2 separate regions of the Capra hircus genome follow, and region 1 is linked to region 2. The links are chromatin contacts, called in public Hi-C maps. All regions are on one chromosome and are shown on one strand. The core of a region is the stretch at or near the end of the contact, and the rest is flanking DNA. Distances in the headings are between cores, read along the strand shown.

What was found. Hi-C and Micro-C count contacts between places; a contact is called where the count stands out from the background.
Region 1: a contact with region 2 is called in a Hi-C map of liver, with 3 times the contacts expected there. The contact joins the enhancer-like site here to the promoter of STIM1 in region 2. A contact is called at or near these places in 3 of 5 Hi-C or Micro-C datasets (blood and liver).

Annotation. Positions count from the first base shown.
Region 1 is chr15:32,211,100-32,214,022 of ARS1.2, forward strand. All of the region lies in intron 1 of STIM1 (stromal interaction molecule 1), which reads left to right. Among named protein-coding and RNA genes, the nearest start is that of STIM1, 95 kb to the left of the region's middle. Within about 2 kb of position 1,547, at least 2 of the 5 cell types and tissues checked have an H3K27ac peak or open chromatin away from gene starts, as enhancers often do.
Region 2 is chr15:32,116,167-32,118,866 of ARS1.2, forward strand. It overlaps STIM1 (stromal interaction molecule 1), which reads left to right and starts at 1,305. Exons shown (of 13, transcript XM_018059438.1): 1 at 1,305-2,053. The coding sequence starts at 1,921.

The DNA of each region.
Region 1 (2,923 bases), core at 297-2,796, 95 kb after region 2:
TTCACCGCTGTGGCTGGGTTTAATCCTTGGTAGGGGAATGACGATCCTGCAAGCCAAGCAGCATGACCAAAACCAAAAAAACAAACAAACAAAAACAAAACCGTAAACACCTCACTAAGTTCCTGTGTAAATTAAATGGAGCAGTATACGTGGAGAGCTTAGAATAGCACTTGCCATATTAGTAAGCATTCAAAATTGTTATGTGTTGTTACAATAATTACTTAATTCTCCAATCTCTGATTGGAACGCTGGTAGGCCAGAAGCATATCTATTTCCTCATTGTATCCCATAGGATTGGAGCAGCAGACATTTGCTAAGAATTTCTGGAAGGAGAGTTTTTAAGTGTGAATACTGGATTCCCTGGTGGCTAGGCGGTAAAGAATCCACTGGCAATGCAGGAGATGTGGGTTCAATCCCTGGGTCAGGAAGATCCCCTAGAGTGGGAAATGGCAACCCACTCCAGAATTCCTGCCTGGGAATCCCATGGACAGGGAAGCCTGGTGGGCTACAGTCCATGGGGTTGCAAAGAGTTGGACACAACTGAGCAACTAAACAACAACAGCAATTTGATTTGCCATGTGTAATACTAACTGTGACTGTGACTAAGAGACTTGTCTTCTCTCAGCCCTAGTTTCCACATCTGTTAAATGGCAATCATGGTCCTTGTCATGCAGGGCTGATGCGAAGATTGGATATAATGAACTGCCAGCAATTGTGTAAATATAGTTCCTTCCATACCCATGAGCTGTGTAGAATGGGGCCCCAGGAATCTGCCAATTACTATTGTACCCCTTAGTGGCCTGCTGAACCGAGGACTGCTCCTGCAGTGATGTTTTCTGGATATTTTGACTTAGGACAGAAGAAGGAAGCATTACCTTGGGATTTCCCTTAGTGCTTCCAGCCATTTCTGTGTGTTTTCCCTGATTGTTCTCCTCTGGATTCTAAGTTCCTAGAATAGCCAGAATATTTTTCTACCTCTTAGTTTCCCAAAGTCTTAAGCAACCAGACCACTTTTGTTTCGGCTCCTCTAAGCTTACTCTGTTTGGCCCTTGTCATTCTTCATTAGCTGTTAGTATATCCTGCTTATTTTCAGTTTCCTGACACGTTGTATTTTTTTCAAGGCCAAAATAGCACCCAAATCATCTGAGGCAGAGCCCTTTATCTTGCTCACTCTAACTAGTGGGAAGCATAGTGGCCTGTGAGGTAGAAGACCCGAGTTCCAGTGCTGGCTGTGACACAAGTCTAGCTGTGTGACCTTGGGCAAGGCCCTTTCCCTCTCTGGGGCTCAAACTTCATCGTTAAAGTGAAGGATTTGAACCAAGTAAGTGGTTTCTAAGGATCTTTGAATTCTATGGTGTGAGTTTGGTCAAGTCATTTTTCTTTTAGGGGGTAGTCTTAGCTTCCTCATCTGTAAAACTAAGTGGATTAGCCTGAATAATTTATAGTCAATTCTAGGCCTTAGTCTTTTTTTCTTTTTTTTTTCCTGCCTGTATTACTTTCTGGAGCATTTCTGTGACAGTTAACAGCTGTGGACAGGAAACGCTTGAACACTTCTAACTTGGCAAAGATTGCTACTCCCTCTGAACCTCATCCCAGCCCATTTCCTGTGTTTACAGCGTTTGGGTTTTTCGCTTAGTGACAGGCCTGACAGGTCATACTCCAGTTCTGTCTCCATAGCCTGGTGCAGGGTAGACCAAAGTGAGTACTAATTTGGAAGTTGAGAGACAGGATTTCAGTCTCCACTCAGCTGTGTGACCTTAGGCAAATGACCTTGCCTCTTAGGGTTCAATATCTTCCTCTGTAAAACCAGAGAATTTAACTAGTGAGTCTTTCTGGCTCTGATATTATAGGATATGGATACTTGTCTCTTTTTTTAAATTCCCCCTGAAGCACCCTTTGTCTAGCCTGTTTTTCCACATACTCCACCCTGGAAGGGACCCTGGGGAGCTCCCTTCACATTTCCCATGTGAGATAAAATAAGAGTAAGTAAGAAAGTCAAACTGGCATCTCAGGCCCAACTGGCAGCAAAAAGGAGTTGAGGTGGAAGGCTGGTATGACTGAATTGCCTAACAAACCAGCTGTATGGTGGGTAACCAAGTGGGCACCAATATGTATTTATTCTTATTAAGACTCTGTAGATAGATAATATCCTAGTTCCACCCTACTTTCACCATTTATGTGACTTGAGTAGATAATGTAGTGTATCTGGGCCTCAGTTTCCTCATCTTATACTGGGGATAATAAAGGTACCAATTCACAGAATAATAAAAGAGACACCATATGTAGAAGTCGCAGCATAGTTCCTGTCTTGTTCATCCTCCCTTTCTCCCTTAGGTAGTTATAATGTCCTCAATTCTGTTCTTGCGGAAATAGTGATAGGTCTCTCAAGTCCCACTCCAGAGGAGCTAACAGGCCACCTGGGATATAATTCAATTAGGAGCAGAAGAAACCTTATGAGGTGGTGCCTGGCCCAGACTGGGCTCAGTGCTCTGACCTGGAGTGGTTCAGGAAGCTTTCCTGGTGGAGATGGACTTTCCCTGGGCCTTGAAGGGCCAGCAAGCCTTAAACATGAAGAGCTGGAGGGAGAGTAGGGTTAGCTACCCACCTACATTCTCTGTCAAGCCAGTGCTTTGAATAGGTCAGTTTCACATACATCTCTTCCTTCTCCCTTCAGCTAGGTAGTTATTATTCAAGAGATTTAGTTTTAAGTTTTTAAGAGAAAAAAAAAATTTTAAGGCAGTAAGAAGACATAACATTTATCTAGACCAAACTAGTTTTACTTTAATCAGTGGGCAAGGTAAAGTTAGCTTGCATAATTTTAAATACTTAGAACATTGTGGTTTTTATGCCGCATTTTACAGATGAAGAAACAGTGCCTCCAAAAGGTTGAGCAACTTTTTCAGGTCAATGTTAACAAGTTACA
Region 2 (2,700 bases), core at 55-2,554:
ATATTAACAGCCTAACTCTTAAGCCCGGCAGCTGTTGGGCAAATCCATGTTCCCGATCTTCAGAGGGCTTGCTCAGAACAGGTAGCTGGCTTAGCACTGTCAGGGGAGGGCCGGGGCCTAATCCCTTCTCCTGCCGCCGGTGCCAAGGACAGGGCAGGGCACAGAGCAGGTTTCAGTAAAGATCTGCTGACAGCACACTTGAGAAGAGAACAGGAAGTGCAGGCTCTGTTGAGGGAGGCCCAGACGCTTCTCCCTCTTAATAGGGGCACTCGTTCTCAAGTCGCTAACACCCTCAAGCCACAGACAGAGCTGGGAGAGTGAGATGCAGGGAGGAACCTACACAGGCCCTACCCGCAGAAACCTCAGAGGGGAGGGGGTTGGGGGACGGGTAGGAAAACGGGCTGAGAGAGTTAAGGGAGGGCATCCTACTTAGCTTGGATTGGGGGGGGTAAGTTGGGGGGGAAGGTCAGGAAGGCAGATATGGGGCCCTTTGGCCATTTAGGAATGTGTGGGGCCATTTTACCTATACTGGTTTGGACGCTTCGCTTTGTTTTCTGGCATCATTCCTTCTGAAAACACTAGCAGGCCCCAATGGGCCTCCCCCGGGGCGGGTCCTCGCTCTAATTCCCCAGCTCTCTGCAAAGGGGCAGGGCCTCCCAAGGAGCTCCGATCCCGGCCGCAGAACCTAGCTTTGCCCGCCAGGGGCCGCTGCACAGGGGTGACTAAGCGCGCGGGTTCCTAAGCTGCAGAGAGGCGGGAGCCGATTGGCTGCGGGGCGCGGCGAGAGGGGCGGAGCCTGGGATGCCGGCCGGGAGTAGGGGGCTGGGAACGCGCCCCCGGCTGAACCGGGCCGGGTCGTTGTCTCCTCTGGCAGTACCGGGCGGCAGTCGTAGTGTCCAGGCCCTCTGCCCTGCCCGGCTCTAGAGCTGAGGCGAGTGGGTCGGCACCGAGGCCCGGAGATCCGGGCCAGTGTCATCATCGCCGCCGCCGCCGCAGGCCTGGGTTACCTGAGCGACTTGCGTGTCAGCGCCCGCCAGCCCGTCCGTTTGCGGGCGGTTAGCACGGGAGAGACTAGTGGGCGAAAGGGAGGCTTGGGACCCGACACTTGGCTGGGGAGAGGGATCCTAGCGGAGACTAGCGCGGACCGGGAGAGCCCTCCGGGGTCTGCGGGCGCCGGGTGGCTGCCTACAACAGGTTATTCCGGGATAAACCCAGCGCTGGGGCGGGCCCGGGCTTCGCTGGGGGCCGGGCGGCGCTGGGCGGGCCTGCGGGAGAGCACGCCCCCGCCCGCCCCGGGCCCGCCCCGCGCCTCCCGCCCGCACGCCCGCGAGCCTCTATCCCGGGCCTGGCCCGTGCGCGTCCGCCTGCTGAACCTGGGCACCGCCGGCCGGGGCACGGGACTGGGCGGGATCGCTGACCTCGGCCTTGGAGGCCTGGGATCCCCGAGCCGCCCGCGCCCGCGGGGGCCTCGGAGTCGCACGCCCTCCCCGAACCTGCGCTGCTCGAGGATCCCCGGCGGGGCGAAGCCAGGTGCCCCCTTCTCCTCCTTTCTCTCCCTCCCCCACCGCGAGAGGTCCCGCCCGCTCACCCCCTCCCCAAAGGGTGTAGCCGGCTGCGGAGCGGACAGCGGCTCCGCGGCCGCCTTGTCCAAACTCTCCGGAAGCGGCTCGAGCTGACAGGGCACTCAGGCCGTCGCAGCTCCAGCGGACCCACAGTTGGGCCGGAGACGCCGGCCTTCCTCCCGCTCCCAAACTTGGAGCACTTGACCTTTGGCTGTCGGAGGAGGCAGACTCGCGGGTGGCTGGACAGCTGCGGCACCTCGAGGGCATCTTGCCTGGGGTTCCAAGACCGGGCTCCCAACTTTGCCTCTGAGACCCTGAGGTGTCTCCATCAGGCGCATGTTGACTGAGACCTGGAGTCATGGATGTGTGCGCTCGTCTTGCCCTGTGGCTCGTTTGGGGGCTCCTCCTGCATCACGGCCAGAGCCTCAGCCAAAGCCACAGCGAGAAGGCGACCGGCTCGGGGGCCAATTCTGAGGAGTCCACTGCAGCAGGTAAGGCCTTGCCACGGGCAAGAACTGAGTTGCCCAAGTGGGGAAGTTTGAACAGTCGGTTTCTACACTTGTGATTGATGGAGCACCCAATCATGGCACTGCCAGTTCTTAGGAGTCCAGGGAGTTCTTTCCGTTCAGGAGCTACTGCTGATGTCTTTGTCTCTTGAACAACTTTCTTCATCCCTCCTCAGGATGTCTTTTGTTGGCAGAGAAAGGCGGTTTGCTTCTGGCACACCTTGGCCTTTCAGATCAGCAAGTCAAGACCCTGTCTCAGGATTACTTGCCTGGAATAATGGCCTGGGCAGATGATAAGTCTATTGCTCTTGGCCAGTTTCAGCACTTGGCAGCACAGGGGAGGTTGAGGCTACTTGGACTGGGCAGGGAAAGTCAGGACTGAGCCAGCTTTATTACTCTGTAAGTTAGTGTTGAGGTGTGCCTTGCTATTCCAGTGAGCGTGGGAACCCTATTTCCTCCCTGCCCTTAGGTAATCTGCTGTCTCCTAGCTGTGCCCATCTGAAATATCAAAGCAGTTCCTTAGATGGAATGCTGTTTACCACTAGGGAGTTAAATGGACTTTTCTTGACATAGGCATGATATAATTCCTGGGACCACTTGTTGACTTACTCTGTTTCTTCTGACTGATGATG